Linked DNA regions of Mus musculus: regions 2, 3, 4, 5, 6 and 7 are each linked to region 1. A link is a contact called in public HiChIP or PLAC-seq and promoter capture Hi-C data. All regions are on one chromosome and are shown on one strand. Each heading gives the region's core, a stretch centred on a gene start, on an enhancer-like site or on the middle of the called end of the contact. The rest is flanking DNA. Distances are from core to core; before and after follow the strand shown.

The links. Promoter capture Hi-C pulls out the DNA fragments that hold promoters and counts their contacts. HiChIP or PLAC-seq counts read pairs in DNA pulled down with a chosen protein or histone mark.
Region 2: a contact with region 1 is called in an H3K27ac HiChIP or PLAC-seq map of embryonic stem cells, with 5 times the contacts expected there. The contact joins the enhancer-like site here to the promoter of Arfgef2 in region 1. A contact is called at or near these places in 12 of 39 promoter capture datasets (the 3T3-L1 cell line, 3T3-L1-derived adipocytes, the C10 cell line and 7 more), 1 of 484 Hi-C or Micro-C datasets (the CH12 cell line), 11 of 115 datasets of contacts at active chromatin or transcription factors (bone marrow-derived macrophages, craniofacial prominence, embryonic basal ganglia and 7 more) and 5 of 9 other capture datasets (adipose tissue, embryonic stem cells, liver and 2 more).
Region 3: a contact with region 1 is called in an H3K4me3 HiChIP or PLAC-seq map of bone marrow-derived macrophages, with 5 times the contacts expected there. The contact joins the enhancer-like site here to the promoter of Arfgef2 in region 1. A contact is called at or near these places in 3 of 39 promoter capture datasets (the C10 cell line, embryonic stem cells and neural stem cells), 6 of 484 Hi-C or Micro-C datasets (the CH12 cell line, the P5424 cell line, bone marrow-derived macrophages and 3 more), 18 of 115 datasets of contacts at active chromatin or transcription factors (bone marrow-derived macrophages, cardiomyocytes, craniofacial prominence and 12 more) and 4 of 9 other capture datasets (adipose tissue, liver, macrophages and 1 more).
Region 4: a contact with region 1 is called in a FOXA1 HiChIP or PLAC-seq map of pancreatic cancer cells. The contact joins the promoter of Spata2 here to the promoter of Arfgef2 in region 1. A contact is called at or near these places in 2 of 39 promoter capture datasets (liver and pre-B cells) and 1 of 115 datasets of contacts at active chromatin or transcription factors (pancreatic cancer cells).
Region 5: an H3K4me3 HiChIP or PLAC-seq map of stem cell-derived neural progenitor cells shows a contact between it and region 1, with 4 times the contacts expected there. The contact joins the enhancer-like site here to the promoter of Arfgef2 in region 1. A contact is called at or near these places in 4 of 39 promoter capture datasets (embryonic stem cells, hippocampal neurons, liver and 1 more), 9 of 115 datasets of contacts at active chromatin or transcription factors (bone marrow-derived macrophages, cardiomyocytes, embryonic basal ganglia and 5 more) and 4 of 9 other capture datasets (adipose tissue, embryonic stem cells, liver and 1 more).
Region 6: a contact with region 1 is called in a promoter capture Hi-C map of embryonic stem cells, with 2.8 times the contacts expected there. The contact joins the promoter of Sulf2 here to the promoter of Arfgef2 in region 1. A contact is called at or near these places in 7 of 39 promoter capture datasets (the 3T3-L1 cell line, embryonic stem cells, hippocampal neurons and 2 more), 1 of 484 Hi-C or Micro-C datasets (bone marrow-derived macrophages), 17 of 115 datasets of contacts at active chromatin or transcription factors (bone marrow-derived macrophages, cardiomyocytes, embryonic basal ganglia and 5 more) and 3 of 9 other capture datasets (adipose tissue, liver and macrophages).
Region 7: an H3K4me3 HiChIP or PLAC-seq map of stem cell-derived neural progenitor cells shows a contact between it and region 1, with 15 read pairs. The contact joins the enhancer-like site here to the promoter of Arfgef2 in region 1. A contact is called at or near these places in 8 of 39 promoter capture datasets (the 3T3-L1 cell line, cranial neural crest, embryonic stem cells and 4 more), 5 of 115 datasets of contacts at active chromatin or transcription factors (bone marrow-derived macrophages, embryonic forebrain, embryonic stem cells and 1 more) and 3 of 9 other capture datasets (liver, macrophages and pancreatic islet).

What each region holds. Positions count from the first base shown.
Region 1 is chr2:166,804,256-166,806,890 of GRCm38.p6, reverse strand. Arfgef2 (ADP-ribosylation factor guanine nucleotide-exchange factor 2 (brefeldin A-inhibited)) reads right to left here and starts at 1,310. Exons shown (of 39, transcript NM_001085495.2): 1 at 1,056-1,310. The coding sequence starts at 1,176.
Region 2 is chr2:166,065,276-166,067,910 of GRCm38.p6, reverse strand. It overlaps Ncoa3 (nuclear receptor coactivator 3), which reads right to left. Exons shown (of 23, transcript NM_008679.3): 18 at 1,860-2,153; 19 at 266-349. Among named protein-coding and RNA genes, the nearest start is that of Gm52534, 54 kb to the left of the region's middle. Within about 2 kb of position 1,285, at least 5 of the 459 cell types and tissues checked have an H3K27ac peak or open chromatin away from gene starts, as enhancers often do. A contact at or near this core is called in embryonic stem cells, where this site is marked.
Region 3 is chr2:166,083,858-166,086,492 of GRCm38.p6, reverse strand. It overlaps Sulf2 (sulfatase 2), which reads left to right. Exons shown (of 21, transcript NM_028072.5): 8 at 682-810; 9 at 2,051-2,107; 10 at 2,508-2,635. Among named protein-coding and RNA genes, the nearest start is that of Gm52534, 35 kb to the left of the region's middle. Within about 2 kb of position 1,327, at least 21 of the 459 cell types and tissues checked have an H3K27ac peak or open chromatin away from gene starts, as enhancers often do. A contact at or near this core is called in adipose tissue, bone marrow-derived macrophages and neural stem cells, where this site is marked.
Region 4 is chr2:167,491,588-167,494,222 of GRCm38.p6, reverse strand. Spata2 (spermatogenesis associated 2) reads left to right here and starts at 1,349. Exons shown (of 3, transcript NM_170756.2): 1 at 1,349-1,464. It also overlaps a transcript of Rnf114 not described here.
Region 5 is chr2:166,135,003-166,137,637 of GRCm38.p6, reverse strand. The region is part of intron 1 of Sulf2 (sulfatase 2); the gene reads left to right. Among named protein-coding and RNA genes, the nearest start is that of Gm52534, 16 kb to the right of the region's middle. Within about 2 kb of position 1,322, at least 35 of the 459 cell types and tissues checked have an H3K27ac peak or open chromatin away from gene starts, as enhancers often do. A contact at or near this core is called in forebrain and stem cell-derived neural progenitor cells, where this site is marked.
Region 6 is chr2:166,154,379-166,157,013 of GRCm38.p6, reverse strand. It overlaps Sulf2 (sulfatase 2), which reads left to right and starts at 1,331. Exons shown (of 21, transcript NM_028072.5): 1 at 1,331-1,511.
Region 7 is chr2:166,179,585-166,182,219 of GRCm38.p6, reverse strand. All of the region lies in intron 3 of Gm30320 (a long non-coding RNA gene), which reads right to left. Among named protein-coding and RNA genes, the nearest start is that of Gm30536, 14 kb to the left of the region's middle. Within about 2 kb of position 1,294, at least 165 of the 459 cell types and tissues checked have an H3K27ac peak or open chromatin away from gene starts, as enhancers often do. A contact at or near this core is called in bone marrow-derived macrophages, embryonic forebrain, macrophages and 1 more, where this site is marked.

The DNA of each region.
Region 1 (2,635 bases), core at 61-2,560:
CTGGTCAAATGTCCTGACGCTCTCCGTCCACAACTTTTTTCCTCTTGAACCTCCACACAGTCGACATTTCTTACCTTTCAGACCTGGGCTCAAATGTCACACTTTCAGACAAGACTACTTTCCTGACCATCCAACCTAAAGCAGACCTCAGGTCCTCTGTATCACTTAAGTCTTTTTTCTGACAGCAGTACTTATTAGTACTGTTTTGTCTGCTCTATCAGAACCTAAGAAGATCCACAGGGACAAAGGATTCCATTTCTCCTTCATAGACATCTCCTCAGTACCTGCTACACAGGCTCTCGAGAAGTAACTAAAGATAGGAGACTGATGTTGGTGTCAACTACCGAGCTTTTACCTAGTTAGGAGCTAGAGACTTCTGTCTTTCCACAATCCATGGATCCATTCAACCAGCAAATATTTACTGAGCAACTACTGTGTGCGAAGCACTGTCATAAATGCACAGGACACCGCATTGAAGCAATCAGACAAGTATCTTTGCTCTACAGAACCTTTATTTTAGGGACCCGCCCTAAAATGAGTAGAAGTCGTACACGCTGTCCAATGCCTGAAATATAGATCATCTTACATCCCTTCCAGGCGAAGCGCCCTGGGAACCCCAATGTTCTCCAGTGAGACATTTCCCAAACAAGCCTCCGGGGTTCCTCGGCACCAACCGGGCAGCTCTCTGACCTGCTCTGATCGCTCCCGTGGGAGAGCCCCCAACCAGCATAGTGGCGCTGAAGGAAAAACTTAAGATCGAGAGCTACTGCTTCAGAGGACTTGGAGATGGTGAGGGGAGGAACCAGGAAACGGGACAAGGAGTCGTGGCAAGGGCCCCAGGCAGGGAAGCTGGAAAACCAGCCGTGGCTGTCACCAACTTGCTAGGTGACCTTGGGCCAGTCTCGGCCGCCCCAACACCAGCTCCCACGGGGACAGCGAGCGGAAGAGGACGGGAGGGTGGGATTCGGGCTGGGAGGAGTGGAGGGCAGCAGGCCCGGAGGGTAACGGCCGGCGTGGGGAAGCCGGCGCGGGCCAGGCCGGGGTGGCTCACTCACCGAGCGCCACCTGGCAGGCCCTACGCAGCTGGGAGTGCTGGGGCCGCTTCACCTCCTTGTCAGCTAGGATCTTCTCCAGGGCCCGGGACACGAACATGCTCTTGGTCTGGCTTTCCTGCATGGCCCCGGCCTGCGGGGGCCGGCGACCCCGCGAGCCGGCGGTGCGAGCGAGCAGGAGAGCGAGGCTGAGGGCCCGGCGACCCGGCCGGCACCGGCCGCGTCCGTGCGCGCCGCCCTGTCAGGAAGAGACGCCCCGGCCCCACGGCGCCGCCAAGTTGCAGCGCGTCACGTGACCACGTGACTGGCGGTGTCGCTGCGTCTGCTGAGCGTCGGTCGACCCTGTGACCCCAAGGGTGGGGGGCCGGCCGGGAGGCGGAGCCAGAGTGGGGTGGAGTTCTGTGGGTGGGGCGGGTGGGCGGGGCAGTAGACCTGTGGTGGGGCGTGGTCTGTTCGGTTGGGGCGGGGCCTACGCGAGTGGTGCTGGTCCGGGCGTGTCTAAGTAGTATAACCGGGCCAGGTAGGGGAGTGATGGTCAATGACTATGAAGGGGAAGAAAATGCAGGTCAAAGCCTATAGACATGGGCAGCCCTGAAGGAAAGATGCAAGTGATCGGAGGTAGGAAGAGACTAAGAGCATGCGCTAGATATGCTGAGAAAAGCGAAAGAGGGAGTAAAGGGGAAAGAAAAAAATCGTAAAAAGAATTAGTGAGGGCTGGTGAGATAGCTCAGTGTTTAAGAGCACCGACTGCTCTTCCAAAGGTCCTGAGTTCAAATCCCAGCAACCACATGGTGGCTCACAACCACCCGTAATGAAATCTGATGCCTTCTTCTGGAGTGTCTGAAGACAGCTACAGTGTACACATAATAAATAAATAAATAAATAAATAAATAAATAAATCTTTAAAAAAAAGAATTAGTGAGAGTAATAATAGTCGAGAGAAGAGAGATGGGCAAAAGGAAGTGAATGGAATGAGAGAGGTGACAGAGAGTAGGGAAGGTCAGATGCCGGATCCAGGAAGGGCAGAGAAATCAGGGATGGAAAGGAGGCTCAGGGAAGTTAAGAACCAGGACTGAGGATGAAGCCAGAAGGGAAGAGAGAAGAGAGAGGAGGGGAGGGGAAAGAAGGGTAGGCTGGAAGGTATATTCACGGTGTCTATCTCTTCCAGATTTGTATCTCTGACAGCAAACCACACCAGCCCTGGACACAGTCCTGCTGCCACAGGAGAGAGAGCTCCTGGCGGGCCAGTTTGTAAGAAGTAATCCTTCTGTCGCTAGAGTTTTACTTGTTTGTTTTGTTTGTTGTTGTTGTTTTGATACAATCCTGATGTGTATCGCCGGCTGTCCTTGACCTTGAACTCAATGTCCTCTCTGGGATGAGGGACTGAGTTGCATATTTTACATACCAAAGCTGACCTGGCCTCCAGGTTCTCCCAGCATCCCTCAGTCCCTACCTGGCATCCCCTGCTCCCAACCCTGAACTTTCCAGCACAAGGGTTGGGCTGCCCTTCTCCTTCCTTTTCACTCAGAGGCAGAGGCTCTTCCAGACATTTTGGCTTCTCTCTCTCTCTCTCTCTCTCTCTC
Region 2 (2,635 bases), core at 36-2,535, 740 kb after region 1:
CTCATGTCCTTTTCTGGCCTCCACATGATACAGACATCCATGCAGATAACACACTCATAAACATTAATATATATATATATATATATATATATATATATATACACACACACACACACATATATATACATACATATATATATATAGAGAGAGAGACAGTGTGACAACCAATTCTTACAAAAACTTCAGAATTATTTAACAGGCATAGCTAAGGCCAGGCCGGGCGTGGGTCCCGCCTGGACTGGCCCCTTCTCTGCAGGGAACGTACCTGGGGCATCATGGGCCTCATCACAGCAGTGCCAGCAGGGTTCTCCATTTTCATTTCAAGTGCCTGCCGGCTCTGATTTAAAAACTGAACAGAGTTGGGTTAGTAGGTCAAGTGGAGCGTGTTAGTGAGCCCCAATCAGCTTTATACACTACCCCCACCCAGTGAGATCTCTCCAGACCCACCAAGCTAGGGAGCCACATTTAAACTGAATTGGTTCGTCGTCGTTTACATCCTGCAGAAGGAAGACAGCTCTACAGCTGAGAGCGTGCACAGTCCATCCACTGGACCAGATTCCTTTCCCAGCACCTACATGGTGGCTCAGTCACCACTGCCCCAGTTCTAGTGCACCTCACACCTCTGGCCTCTGCAGGCGTGCATGCGTGCGTGCGTGCGTGCGTGCGTGCGCGCGCAAACACGAACTGCACAGACACTATTAAAAATACAAGAAACCTTAAAAAAAAAAAAAAAATAGAAAAAAAGTTCGCAGGACAGAGTTCCTGGACAGCGACATTGGCGCCGATTCCCTGCCTCGGTGTGAGGCTTAAACAACTGCAGCAGGAATGCAGTGTCAAGTTTCTCCAGGGACTGTTGCTCAGACAATCAAAATTACTCTGACTTGATCAGACACTAGTGAGCACTTAATAGAAAGGAGGACTAAGCTATAAAATAGTACCATGCGCACAGGCACAGAGCTTCCCCAGTTCTGAGCCTGCTGCAGGGGCTGCCATAGCCTGGCTCTGGCTTCCTGGGCTCTCCTACTCAGGTGACTCACTGCCACCTGGTAACAAGCACTCACCAGCCCGTGCAACCATACAAATATGCTTTAAAGCAACTGCAGATTAAGGAAAGAGGAGGGTGTGGATTCCCTAGAACTGAGGTTAGACAGTCAGTTGCCCACAGTAGGTGCCAGGAACTGAACACGGGTCCTCTGCAAGAGCAACAAGTGTTCTTAACCACTGAGCATGCCTCCGGCCCCAAAGTGCATCAAGAAGTGATTTCCATTAAAATACTGAGTCAACAGGGGTGCTTAACGCATTGCATGCCTGCAATCCCGGCAGGAGAGGTTGAGACAGAAGTGGTTACAAGTCCCCTAGACAATCATCAAGATCTTGTCTTTAAAACAAAAAGCTGAGGAAATGCCTTCCAAGGGCCATCAAGACACACTGCTCCTCCTGCTGTCCTGTCCTGTGTCAAACAGCTCACTGTGCTGTCCTAACTGGCCTGGAACTCACTCTGTAGACCAGGCTGACCCATGGAACTCACAGAGACCTGTGCTTCTTTCTGCCTCTCAAGTGCTAGGATTAACAGCATGCACTAAGCAAGGCTCTAAGAATTAAACTGGCTTGCCTGGCTTGCTTGGAAAGTACATTTACCCACTGAGCCATTTTGCCACTGCTAATGTTATAGCAAAGAATATACATATAGAAAGATACCCAAGTTTAATACACACTCCTTATCAAGGAACTGTCTGCATAAACAAAATCTTACAGAGAAGTGAAAGCAAAAGGGATTCCTTTAGTTAGCAAAGAGTGGAGAGCCGGTGGCAAGGGCCACGGAGAGCACAGCCTAAGAGCCCCTGACAGCCCGGTCTTACCTGCTGGCCCTGTAGCCTCTGCTGAAGCTGCATTCTCAGCTGCTTCGGGGTGTTGGTCCTTGGTCTCACGAGGCCGGCTCTAGGATGCATGCCTTGCAGAGGAAAGCTGCCTTGCTGGCTAATCTGACCCATCATAGAGTTAAACGATGGTGACTGTCCCTGAAGGTTAAAGCCTCCTTGAAGGGGAGGACCCTGAGCTGGGTATGTCTGTCCATATAGTGCAGCCTTCTGATCCATCATTACTGCTGCTTCTTGGCCTTGGAAAACATCCTGTTTGGACTCCAAAGCTTGTCCCTTAAACATCAAACACAAAGGAATGGTTAGCTACACCTGAGAAAGCAACCAAAAGCAAATGCTGCAAACAAGGGAAAAAATGTAAATCAGTACATGTGACCGGTGGTGGCTCAGAACCCAGATGCCTGAAGCTGCATCTGCACTGTGTCTTGTGTACTCCTGTGTAGTTCAGAACTCATGTCTGTAGAATGGGACAACCAAGTCTCAAAAGGATGGGAGAAAATGAATGGTGATTTGGTTGAAATGTAGTAATGAATGTAGGTAATTAGATTCTCTGGTTTTCAAACATCAAAAGAAAACCAGTGTAGGGCTGGTGAGATGGCTCAGTGGGTAAGAGCGCCCGACTGCTCTTCCAAAGGTCAGGAGCTCAAATCCCAGCAACCACATGGTGGCTCACAACCATCCGTAACGAAATCTGACTCCCTCTTCTGGAGTGTCTGAGGACAGCTACAGTGTACTTAGATATAATAAATAAATAAATC
Region 3 (2,635 bases), core at 78-2,577, 720 kb after region 1:
CCGCTTAGAGGAGGCAGAGTTGAATGAAAGGCTGGCAATCGCGGCCGCCTCATCTCTGTAGCAGCTGGGGGGCTGGGGGAGGGGGGGTCAAAGTCCAGTCAGGTATATCCAGAGGGAGGACTGGGACTTGCACAGCCCATCTTCCACGCCAGCAAGGGAGAGAGGCAGGAGGATACCGCCAGTGAGACCGCTGAACATCTGTCCACAGAACAGCTGGAGCGCCAACCCATCCCTCATAGTCTTTGCCGGGCCCCTCTCACATGGGTGGCTACTGAGTGGATCACCCTAATGTGATCCCAGGAGTGGGGTCCCCAAGCCTATGGGGCTTGTCACCAGACTCCTTGTTAAGAGCTAAAAGCGACACACGGCTGCCTCGAGGAAAATCATTCTGGGTCGAGTATAACAGGTGCTCAGAGGCCAGACTGTGCGTGCCCAGCCAGCAAGAACCAACAAGAGGGCGGGCATGAACCCTAGAGGCAGAGGAGGATAGTATTAGGGCATGTAACCTTGACAGTGCAGCACCGGACGGTCCGGCTGGAACTGGCCTCCCTACGGGTCAGAGTGTCAGGATGGAAGCTCTCTCATTTGCAGATGTCCCTCCCTCTTCACCTCCAGATGCCTCTGTCCCAAGCTAAGCTGCCACCCAGGTGGCCAAGTTTCCACTCCCTCTCTGTTCCCCAGGAACCCCCACATTGTCCTCAACATTGACCTGGCCCCCACCATACTGGATATCGCTGGACTGGACATCCCTGCAGACATGGACGGGAAGTCTATTCTCAAACTACTGGACTCAGAGCGGCCAGTGAACCGGTGAGAAGGAGCAAGAGAGACCCAGGGAAGGAGGCTCCCTAGCCAGGGGGAACTCAACCACGGGGAACTGGGAAGGCCACTGGAATCAGGATCTAGGTGCCCCCCACTAACCCATGAGAGATTGAAGGACCAGCCCTCTCTGGGATTCTATCCTCCCATTTGGAGCTAAGGACCTTCCAAAGCTAAAAGGATGAAAAGCCCAAAGTTAACAGTAGCACTGTGCTGTGCCCCGGGCACTCCAGCACGTTGGCCCTCATAGTAACCCAGTAAAGGAAAGTTGTGTTCTCTGAATCCTAGAGAGATAGAGGATAACCAAGAAGTCAGACTCTTCGTCACAATGGCTATGACTTTTGTGGCCCTATTGATGGGTGGTGGGACTGACCGGGAGTGTGTTCCAGGTGTCCTGGGTGGCTGAAGGAAGCAGCAATGAAATGGGGAAAACAAAACAAGGAAGGTGGAAAGGAAGGTGGCTAGAGATGAGGAACCAGAAAGGCAGGAGCGACCCCTTGTGGTCAACAGTGAAACTGCCCCCTGGATAACAGATCTTTCTGTGAGCCTCTCCTAGACTTTCCTCCCAGGGGGCCCAGCCCTGAGATCTACAGGTGGCTGGTGGCCCTGTAAGGTCGGTACATCTTCCAACGAAGGGGGCTGGAAGGGTCTAAAATGGACACATGCAGAGTGTAGGGGCACAGGACACTTGAGAATCGGGGACCACAAGGGGTCGCTCCTGCCTTTCTGGTTCCTCATCTCTAGCCACCTTCCTTTCCACCTTCCTTTCTGTTTTTTTTTTTTTGTTTTTTTTTTTCCCCCATTTCATTGCTGCTTCCTTCAGCCACCCAGGACACCTGGAACACACTCCCGGTCAGTCCCACCACCCATCAATAGGGCCACAAAAGTCATAGCCATTGTGACGAAGAGTCTGACTTCTTGGTTATCTCATAGATCAGGAGAAATGACCCCCTGCAGGCACTCATTAGCCCAGAACTGGGCTCCTGAGAGACTCCAAAACTCACACACAAACACACACACACACGTGCAAATGCCCATGTAACTGTACCCATTTCAACCACAAAGAGGCATTCAGAACACATCTTGGAGAAGCAGCCCTGTCCCTGGGGTGTGGAAACCTTTCCAGTGTCACTCAATGACTGCCACTTGGCCCAGGGTATGGAGAACCTGTGGACAGGGCTGGGGACACGGGAACCCGGCAGACAGGATGCTGGACCTGCTTGTTTTCTAGGTTCCACTTGAAAAAGAAGCTGAGGGTCTGGCGAGACTCCTTCCTGGTGGAGAGAGGGTGAGTGCCGGCCGGGCAGGAAGACCCCCATGAGGAGTGGTCACAAGACTGTGGGAGGCTGAATAGTGCTGTGCTAGTGACTGGGTGACTCAGAGCTGTGTCCAAATTCCCTGTCACAATTGGGTGGCTCATGCAGAATTCGAATCTGGAGGCCACATGTCCCCATTCAACATACTTGGCAGAGCCTGTACGATGTCATCACTGTTCATTTAATCCTAACTCAGGCCATCTGGGATAGACAGCTCCTGTAGACTTCCCATTAAAACCCAGGTGCTCTCAAGCCACCAGCCACCCATCCTCCACAGTAGGTCTCCACAGAGCTATGCAGGGCCGGCAGCCTAGGCAAGCACAAGTTGCCCCAGGGCTCCACCCAGTTCAACCAGCCCCGCATCTCCCTCAGCAAACTGCTCCACAAGAGGGAGGGTGACAAAGTGAATGCCCAGGAGGAGAACTTCCTGCCCAAGTACCAGCGCGTGAAGGACCTGTGTCAGCGAGCTGAGTACCAGACAGCATGCGAACAGCTGGGGC
Region 4 (2,635 bases), core at 100-2,599, 690 kb before region 1:
TTTTCTTTTCTTTTTTTTTTTTTCTTTTTGGTTTTTTTGAGACAGGGTTTCTCTGTATAGCCGTGGCTGTCCTGGAACTCACTCTGTAGACCAGGCTGGCCTCGAACTCAGAGATCTGCCTGCCTCTGCCTCCCAAGTGCTGGGATTAAAGGCATGCACCACCACTGCCTGGCTAGCAGTTTCTATGTAATTCATTCTGGCTACATCTCACCAGGGAGCTGGTATTATTATTGTTGTTGTTGCTATTGCTTTTAGCAGGTATTATGATGCAGGTCAGAGACTAAGTGGCAAGATCAAGGACACACTGCTAGTAGCCAGTTAAGTCCACACTGGGTGTCTCCCCACCCTCTTTTTTTCCTTGTTTGGAATGGAACCCAGGAAATACACACAATCTAGACAAGGGTTCTAGGACTGGGCTGCAGCTCCAACCTTTTATTTATTTATTTATTTTTTTGAGGGAGGAGCTCGATAAGTTACTCACCCTAGCTTTAAACTCACACTCCTCCTGACTCAGCTTTCCAAATAGTTAGGATTACAGAACCACACAGTGAGGTCGTCTATGAATTAATAGGAATCTACTATTTCCATTAATAATAATAATGCCCAGTTATTACTTGAGAAAGAGTTTCCCTATGTAGCAATTTCCTTTTACCTATATGAGCATGTTGCCTGAATCTACCTATGTGCATCACGTACATGCCAGATAACCGTGGAGGTGAGAGGTCAGATCCGCTGGTACTGGTGTTAATGGATGGTTGTAACCCGCCACGTGGGTGCTGGGAACGGAACCCAGGTACTCTGCAAGCAACAAGTGCAAACTGCAGAGCCCTCTCCTAAGCCTTTTTGACCCCGCCACCCCACCCCACCGGCATCCTTAACCTCCATAGCCAGCAGTAACACCCAAGGCCCTCTCCAGTCTCGCATGACCTCCGTCGTTCCTTCATTGAAATGGGATCGCAGGTCTTCCTGTCAGTCCGGGCTCTCCAGCACTGTCCTGACCAAGGGGAAGTTGATGAGGTGAAAAAAAACCCCAAGAAAACAAAAACCAATCTCCCCGCTCGCTCAGCAACCTGTTTCCATGACAACCCGGCCAGCCAGCGTCGGTGAAGCTCCGCGCGTCACTTCCAGTTAATTTGCTTCCGGGTTCCGCTCGTGCCTCCCCGCGGTCCCTAGGAGTGAGGTCCGGTTCTACGGAGAAGCGCTTGCCCTCCGCCTACTGCCGCCGCCTCTCCGTTCCTCGCGTACACCAGCTCGCCACAGGCTTCCGCCGCTCACGCCTGGGCCCAGCGCGCAGCCGCGATCCAGCCTTCCTCAGGGCCCGCCTTCGTGCGTCACTTCCGGAACAAATACTTCCGGGCTGCTTTTGCCCCCGGTACTGTTCTCGGTTCCCGGAGCCGGCGGGAGCGGCCGGGCCGTGTGGGCCTGTGCTTTGGAGGCGCTCGCTTTCCTGGCAGGCAGCGGTGGGTGAGTGCGGGTGGGGCAGGAGGGTGGACCCCTGCGCGCGCTGTCACCGGCCAGGCCCTCGGCTCTGTCCCGCGGCCGCGGCGGCTCCGGGCGGCTGGTCGCAGCACTGGCTCCCCGGTGATGGCACACGCGCCCCCGGCGCCCCCGGCGCCCCCGGGGGCAGGCACCGCGCTATGGCTCTCAGTAGGGAGGGGAGGCTGATCTAGCTTTGGATTTACCGAGTGACCTTGGCTGAGTCGCTCTGCTTCGGGATCCTTGGTCTCCCGGTCTATGGAGGAGGGACGCGGCGGCCTTCCGGGCCCGCGGTGGGCGTGGAAAGAGGACCCGGGTGTTGCACGGTGTCGGGGTGCAGCAGCGATGTTATGACAGGTCCCGGTATTTCAGTGACAGACGGAGGGGCGTTTGCGAGAGCTTGCCCAGTTTGTGCGATGCCCTGGGTTCTGACCCTAGTCCCCAGCACCACCGACAAAAGACACCACCAGTGGGAACTCCTTCCTTTGAGCTTGGGCGTTTTCCCCGCTGCCATGTCGGTCAGAGGAAGACGGCTCGCAGAGCTTGGAGTAGCCGCCACAGGTTTACATTCCCTGTAGAGAGGGGACTTGGCTCCCTTCAGAACCGAGAGAGGCTCTCCGGGGAGGGAAGCCAGGCTCCAGCACAGCCAAGGTTGTTTTCAGAGCTTTGGAAGGCCCCGGTGGCAGTGTTTCTGTAGGCTAGTAGGGGTGTAGGGCCCTTGTATTGTTTTACAGCCAGTAGGAGATGCCAGGGGTGGATCTGGGAGCCTCTTGCTTAGAATGAATGCATAGAGGTTGGGAGGAGGGAACGGTGGTAGAGCCACATCCCTGATCCTGTGTGGAGACTGAAGCTGGATCAGGGATGTGTAAACATGTAGTTGGAGAACTGGGACCCAAATAGCATGTGCCAGTATAGAGAGGGAATGCATTTCAGCGTTGCCACGGGGCTTATTTTTCTTGAGTGGGCCAGCAAAGATAAAGGTGAACCATTGCTCTCCTTCCCGGATTATTTTGGTTCTGTTTAGCTGAATTTTAAATGCGTTCAGCTTTCCACACTGGGTCCTGGCGACTGTGCGCCAGCCTCGTCTTCACTGAATTGCTTTACAAAGGGGCCCAGATAAGTGCAGGAGGTGCCACCCAGAGCCGATGGCACTAAGCAT
Region 5 (2,635 bases), core at 73-2,572, 670 kb after region 1:
CTGGAGCCAAAGATGAGAGATGTTCATTGGCTCTAACTGTGTCCGTGGACCTTGCTGCTGCAGCCACACTGAGCCACAAGTGGCCTCTGGGCACAGTGGAGGGCTGTTACTAGGAGACAGATGGGAGAATATTCTATGCTACATCAGGAACAAACCTGAGCACCCACTGGTGTTGGGGACACAGGAAGGGAGAAAACTCACTGACAGAGATCTGTGCCTTCCGGGAGGTGACATTCTGGCAGGGAGATTGGCAGGTAGACTAACAAGTGGCTGAGGTGGCCAGTGCTTCAATCTCATTGTGCAAAGCTGAGATGTGAGCAAAGTCTGGGTGGAAGGGGCTGGGAAGATATCCCAATGAGTGGCCAGTGCAAAGGTCCTGGGGTGGAGACATTCCAGGCATATACAGAGAGAGAATGCAAAGAAGGGTTGAGTCTAGGGTGAGATTGTGAAGGGTCTTGTCTTTGTGCCCTTTGGGGACTCTGTGGTTTTACCCTGGGTGGGGTAGACCCTTGGAGGCTTTTCAGTAAGAACAGGCCTTGGTTTTTCTTTAGTGGAATTCTGGCTGCTTGGTGAGAGAAGTGGAACCCACTAGGGGTTGTGTCACCCATCCTGGGGGGGTGGGGGGGACACTCCTGCCACCAAATACCTTACTTCATATCCAGGTGGTCCCAGTCTGTGGCAGGACTCTGCTCGCAGCTCATGGTATCTCTGTGTACCCCAGACTAGTCCTTCCTCGGCTCCGACCCCGTCAGCTGCATGGTCCTTCCTGTACTCTCTACCCTTCTTGTGGGACTTGGAGACCCCCAGAGGAAAACAGCCATTCCAGGTATCCTGAATGAGACCCTGAGGATTCCCCATAGCTAACTCCGTGGGCCAGGAATCTCCAGCCACACCAAGACCTGCCCCCACGTAGAGTGGCACATAGATGCAGAAGTGTAGCGGTGTCTTCACACTCTTGGGACTTTAGGTGTCTCCAGAGATACTTTGCAAGGCTGTGGGGAGCCTTTGCCAAGTCCAGTGAGAAGAGAAAGGGCTAGACAGGCTTTGAAATGAGCTGATGAGGGAGGCGGTGTGCACAGTGGTGGATAGGATGCTCTGAGACAGACAGCACCCGGTCCAGAGGCATTCTGTGCAACGATTTTGAATCTTCTTACCAAGAAGGAGAAAGCAGAATGTCTCCTGTCGTTGTTAATTGATTTCTTCTGTGTCCAGAGAGAAGCTGGCACAGAGCCAGAAGTCATCAGGGTGGGGCTTGGGGGGGACTCATCAAAAATCGACCCACGGATAGCTCGGGCTGACAGATAATTAGCCCCTCTCATGCCACAGCTCTGCGTTGCGGAACTCAGCCTCTATCCGGGGCAGGAAGGGCTCCTTGAGACCAGCATGCAGAGCCAGGGCTGGGATTGGAGCCCAGCAGATGACATCTGCCTCTGCCCCACCCCCATCCCTATCACTGTGATAGCTAAAGAGGTTCCGGGAGGGTACCTGCCCACCTGCTGCCTTTTGGGGCAGGAAAGACTGCGGCTAGAATGGAAGCCTCTTAAGAACCAGCTTATAGACCTGCTTATGGGCTTCCATCGTGCCAGCCAAATCCAGTCTGGGTCTGAACCTTGCCTGCCCAGAACCTACAGTCCTGGGAAAGTGATTTTAGCGATCCGAGTGGGCATGACGTCATCACTAGGCAGTTCTGCGCTTTAGATGGGCTGATAGCTGTGAAGTGCTCAGAGGGAGAGTCACCCAGGGCCTTACAAGCTGGGATCGCAGGAGTGTTTGCTTACATGAGTCCTGGCTGCAAAGCTGCCACTGGAGGCCCTGAGGAGCAGCCTGTGGGAATTCCCTCGGGACTGTCTTACTTCTACTTCTGGGACATTCAGTGTATCTACATTGGTGCTTCTGGAGGGGCCCTTGGCCTCTTGATAAGTGTACTTTTGGGGGGATGACCCTAATTTGGAGTAGTTCAGGGGCCAGCACCATGGTGAGGGAATCTCTCTGTTCATGCGAGCCTCCTGTTCCCTCCAGACTGGGTGGCAGTGTGCATTGGTTTCTGGCATCGGCTGGTATCCTCACTCAGGAGAACAGTGTTTGAAAGGGCCCTCCTGCAGTGCACAGGGAGGCCGCCAGCTTTCTTTAGCTCCATGGGAGCCACTCTACACCCTCACACTGGGGAAAAGAGGTTCCCAATTCAGAGTGTGTATTTGTTTGTTTATTTATCGTGGTGGTAGATGCTGTGACTCCGACAGGCTTCAAGCTTGTAAGTCTCCTGTCTCAGCTTCCGGAGCGCTGTGATGGCATTGTTACCTCACCTGCCATTTAAAATGTGTCTGAAGATGTCGTGGATTAAGGTGACGCCCAGTTGTGGGCTTGCCTAGCTTGTGCCTACCCTGAGTTTGATCCCTGGCATAGCATAAGCCATGGTGGTGCACCCCTGTAATCTCAGTACCCAATAGTGGAGGTGAGGTCATTCCCGGCTACATGGCAAGTTCAAGGCCACACTGAGAGCTTGTCCCCAAAACAACAGAAAAGAGTGGGTTAAGCAAGGAAAGGGATAGGAAGGTGACAGGAATGGGGACTGTGGCGTTGGATTGAAGAAGTTGGGGGACAGAGTTGGGGCCAGGAGAGACACCAGGCAGTCAGG
Region 6 (2,635 bases), core at 82-2,581, 650 kb after region 1:
AGGAGAACCCCAAGCCAGGATGGGTATAGCATGTAAAGTTACCTGTTGCAGAAAAAGAGAAGGATACAAAAAGATCAAGTGTATACATTGTTGTTGCTTCGTGTGCTTCTGAGACAGTATCACTATATAGAAAGTTTGACTTTGGGTGATCCTCCTGCCTCAGCCTTCCCAGTGCAGGCATCACAGATGTGGGCCACGAGAATACTGTCTGAGTTGACCCTATAAGGATATATAAATTAATCAATTTAATTATTCAATTAAATGTCTGGGATGTTGAAACTGATTACACCTGCTTTTCTATCTGTTTTATTGGTTTATTTTCTGAGATTTTTTTCCTTTTGTTTTGTTTTGTTTTGTTTTGTTTTGTTTTAATAGGGTCTCCTGGACCTCCAACTGGTCTTAATCACCCTGTGTGTAGATAAGGGTGACCTTGAATTTTTTATTTTCCTGCCTTTGCCTCCCAAGAGCTGGGATTGCAGGCGTGCACCAGCACTGTACATTTGATGTTTGTTTGTGTGTTTGTGCTTTCTAATGAAGTTCTCAGAATCTCAAGGATGGGAGCCCTCTGCCCCAAGCATCCAATGAACAGCGCTGCAGGGGCCCAGCCCCTTCTCATGCAGCACTGAGACTGGAATGCCTGGGGGTGGGGTGGAGGGTGGGGGGGGGGGTTCATGAAAGCGAATACTCACGCCTAACATCCTGTATCCAGCCAGGACTCTACACTAGCCAAAGGTGGGGCTTGCCCCCGGCTTAGGAAAGCAAGTTCAGGGTTAGTACAACGACTGTATGGGCGGAGTCGAGAGCCCCCCACGCAGTCCAGACAACCCGCTTGAATTTTAGATAAACAGCGAGGACGTGATTTTAGTGCATCTCCATCGGTGCCCTGTTATTTTTACTACGTGAATTTGACAAACGCTATCCATCAGAAAACTAGAAAAATCCCACCAGGGGAAGGAGGATCTTGAAAATAAGCGCAGCCTGGGGGGTCAGATACAACTCCGGAGCTCAGCTTCTTGGGTTCAGATCCTGATCCAACTATCTGACCTTGGGCCAATAACTTAACGGCTCTGTCTTGATTTCAGTATCTATAAATGGATGAACATCTTGGAAGACTTTCAGGGGTTACGTTTCCATCCGAGGCCCGCCCCGTTCCACCGCAGGGTCGATAACCCCCTAGCACATCAGCTGTACTTTCTGAAGCTACTGGTGGGCTCTGTGAGGCTCTTCACCCACCCTTGGCAGCCAGGGCCCCCTCAAGCCTCTGGTGGCTTCGGGGACGGCAGAAACCGCGCAGACAGCACCACCTGGAGTCAGAGTTCTCCCTTTACCAAGGGAACCGGCCTCCCCTTTCTTTCCCATTCCCGGCCCATGTCTGGGCAACGCTTCTGCTTTCGCTTGAGCTCAACTTAATTTCTCAGAGAGCTTCGGAGACGCGTGGGAAGGTCCCAGGCGCGTGGGCAGTTCCTCCCGCGATCTAGCTTGGGGATCGGCCCGAGCCGGCGTCTCCAATGGCAAGTGTGTGCGTGTGTGTTTAGAGGCGAGCGCGGGGCTTTCAGCTAAGGCTGCCGGGTGTTTGCAAACCAGGGCGAGCCCCTGTGAAAGCGGATAAAAGAAAACATTTATTAACGTGTCATTACGAGGGGCAGCGCCGGGCCGGGGCTGTCGCACGCCTCAGGGAACACTTGGCTCCTCGCTGCTGGGAGGGAGGAGGACGAAAAAGCGGAAAGAGGCTGGATTCTCTGCGCGCCAGCCCGGGGGCCTGATCCATGGCCCTCGCGACTTCGCGCCGGTGTCTGGTGGACTAAGAGATGCGCCCCCGGTCCGAGTGGCACACACGCGCGCACACACGCACGCGCGGTCCCGGCTCGCCGGCAGCTCCCTGCTCAGCGCACATCAGCCTCAACTCCGCGCCCAGGGCGAGCGGGAGCGGGTGCGGGTGAGTGCGCCCCGGGCCCGCGAGGGTGCGCGCTCGGCGGCGGGAGCGCGGCCGGCCACCGGCTCGGCAGGCAGCAGGCCGGGAGCCGCCGGGACTTCGGGCCGGGGCGCGGGGCGGCCGCGGCGGCGGAGGTGAGGAGCGATGGCTGAATCGCCGGGTCCCCGGCGGGGCGGGAGGCGGCTGGGTCCTGGGTCCTGGCGCGCGCGGAGGCCGGGGCGGGCGGGGCGAAGCAGAAGCCGGGATGCCGCGGAGGCGGCTGGAGCAGCGGCAAGGCAGAGTCCCCTACGCCCCGCGGCCCGGCCCGGCTGCGGCAGAGACGCGGTGAGGCCGCGGGGGCCGCGCGGTGAGTGGGGCGCGGGGCCGGGCCCGGATCACAGATTCCAGGGCGAGCACGGTTCAGGTGAGCCCAGCCGGTCCCCGCTGCCCGGCTCAGGGAGGGTGTTACCCGGAGGTTTAGGTACCGGCCGGCCTCAGTGGGGCTGACCGATTTGACCCCGTCTGCAAGGCTGGGCGGCTAGGGGAGGACTTCCCGCGCCCCGGTGGTTCCCGGGGAAGGGCGCGTGGACCCGCGGGCTGCAGGAGCATGGCCCGGTTGACCCCTTGAGGTTTAGATCCAGAGGGCCAGCTAGAAGCCAGACCACGTGTGGCTTGTCCGGGCAGGACCCGAGCAAGCAGGGACTAGGAACTCGCAGAACGGAG
Region 7 (2,635 bases), core at 45-2,544, 620 kb after region 1:
GAGACAGGTCTCTCTTCGGCCTGGAGCTCACCAATTAGGCAAGACTGGTTGGCCAGCGAGCCTCCTGTCCACACCTCCCGCACTGGGGCTACCCACGCATGCCACCACACCCAGCTTTCTTATGTGGGCTCTGGAACTCAAGTCCTTAAGCTTAACCGCCTCCTCAGCCCCTCTAAGGACCTTTTAAATAAAATTGATAGCAGCCAGCCTTTCTTGATCCCTGTCCCTTCGACTCCATGTCCCTTCCCACACAACGCAGATTTGATGTACAGGGGTGGGGATGTTTGGTTAGGAAGGGAATGTGGGGCCAGTGGCCACGTGAGCAAGCCCAGAGTCTGTCCTTCCATGGCACTTACAAGAACACCCTCAAGGCCTGCAGCTGCTCCCTGCTGCTAGCCCGCAATGGATCTGGAGCCCCCAAACCATTCAGGAAGTGCCCGAATCCAACCCTTAGAAACTGGAGGCAACAAAGGCTTGTGTGAGCCATGAACATTGGAAGGATGGGGGACTTTGTTACACAGCCAAAGCTGACTGCTACAAAGCCCACACCCGCTTCACACTCCTATGTGTCTAGAAATATTCAGGGCACGATCTACAGCCCAGCTCCCATTACCTTCCTTCGGCATCCCCACCCTGAGGCATGCCCACTCTCTGCCCTCAACAAGCCTTCAGAATGGTCCCATTTTCCAGCCTGAGCACCAGTCCAAGAGAAGGGGGGATCCTAACCAATTAGCCCAAGTTTCCATGAGCTCTGTCTGTCTCAGCCCAGAAGGTCATATGTCCATGAAGCACCCAGCCACAGTCTGAGATGCAATGAGATCCACCCTGCAGAGATTGTTTTATGGAGATTTCTGTTCAATGTCAGACCAGCTTCTGTCTTTTCAATCTTCCAGACTGCTAAAGGATGTGAAATCTTTGCCTCTGACCACTTCCTCATCCAGGCCCATATGGAGAAGTGAAAGGACTTTTTGGGACTCTTTCTTGCTTGTTCCTTTAGAAGGAACAAGTGTTTGTGTGCCCTTTATTCCGACTATGGGCATAAGAATGTCTGCCTTTCCCTGCAACCAACACATCCTATCCCAGCAAACATGAACTGTTGTCAGGGACACGAGGAACCCGACTCCATGTCTTCTGAGAACTCCAAACAGCCTGGCTGTGTACAGTCACACTGTCAGTAGAAACAGAAACCATAGAAATGGGGTAAGCACACCCCACGAGGCATCAGAAAGGGGTGCAGACTATAGTGTGGGTGGGGCCGGTGGGGGAGGAGTTTGGAGCATGGAGCAACAGAATGGAAACTGGAAAGCTGCCAAGGAAACTATGGCAGAGAGAGCCAGAAAGCACCCGGGACGTTTGCTCAGGACTGGAGGGAGCGAGGCGTCATTAAGCTGACTTGCCTGGGCTTCCACGAGACAATGGGATTCATTTAATGAGAGAGGCCCCGGCATGGCAGAAATCTAAATTAATCCTTTGCTCGGCAGTTCACAGGGGAAGATGAGGAAGAAGTTGTCTTTAGAAATCACAACACTTTTTCCACCACCAAGGTAAAAACTCAGAGAGGAAAGAGAATGGGATAGGCACAAACAAACTTTCAAAACTGGCCCTGTCCTGTGCTTCCAGCCTGGCTGCTCCTCCAGGGCCTGCCTCTGGAGTTCTCTGGGGAAAACTGTCTCTGGGCCCCATGAGACTTCTCTCCCTTGCTGCTGCTGGCCTTAGCCCTCAAACTCTCAGTTCAACTGGCTAACTCCCTGGCTGGGTTTTCTTCTGGTGATTAAAAACACAGAAGTCAATCTTTTCCAGATGCCTGTGGTCGCTTTCCTGTGCTTTGGGGCTTCTGTTACCAGGCAGAGTAGACTCGAGATGAAATTGAAACCTGCCAACACAGGCAGGTCCCCCTCTCAAAGACTCATAAAAAAACGGGTGCGAGGAATACTCAAAACAGCTGGGACGGGCAAATGGCTTCTAGAAGCCCTGCTTCTGTGTGTTAGGAAGGAGGATGGGCCCATCCCTTGGAGAGTCTGATGGTCTCTGTTTGCTGTGATGTGATTTCTCCCAGGGCAGGCTGGGGTGTACACACCCATCCTATAAGCTGGGAGCTTTTATTATCTGTCTTATACACAATACTTGCTGCCCACAGTGCTATTTTGACCAAAGACAGGAAAGTAATTTTCCGAAAGTGAGCCACCAGCCCCCCTAAGGGTATCAACTTCAGTCCTGAATGGCTCAGCTCCTGGTTTCTTGCCTTGACCAGGCCTCCAAAGACAGAGTCTAGGCCAATCCCTCCCACTCCCCTCCCCCAGGTTGTTGCTCTGGGCAACATCTTCTCAGGCAGGCCTCTCTTGACCTCTGCACTCTGCATCCCTGACAGCTGGCCTCCAAGGGAACCAAAAGCTCAGATTTCTTCTGTTATAATAGGACTTCAGGCATAAATCCACTCTTCTGAAATTTCATTTCGGCTCTGCATAAACCCAGAGGGAAGCAGCTACACATAGCCATTAGGAAATATGTGTGTAGCTCGGCTGGTAGAGCGCTTGCCTGACTTTTGCAAAACCTCCCTCAGCAAAAGCCCAGCATGGTGGCACACACCTGTCACCCAGCACTAGAGAGGTGCAGACATCAGGACCAAGAGTTCAAG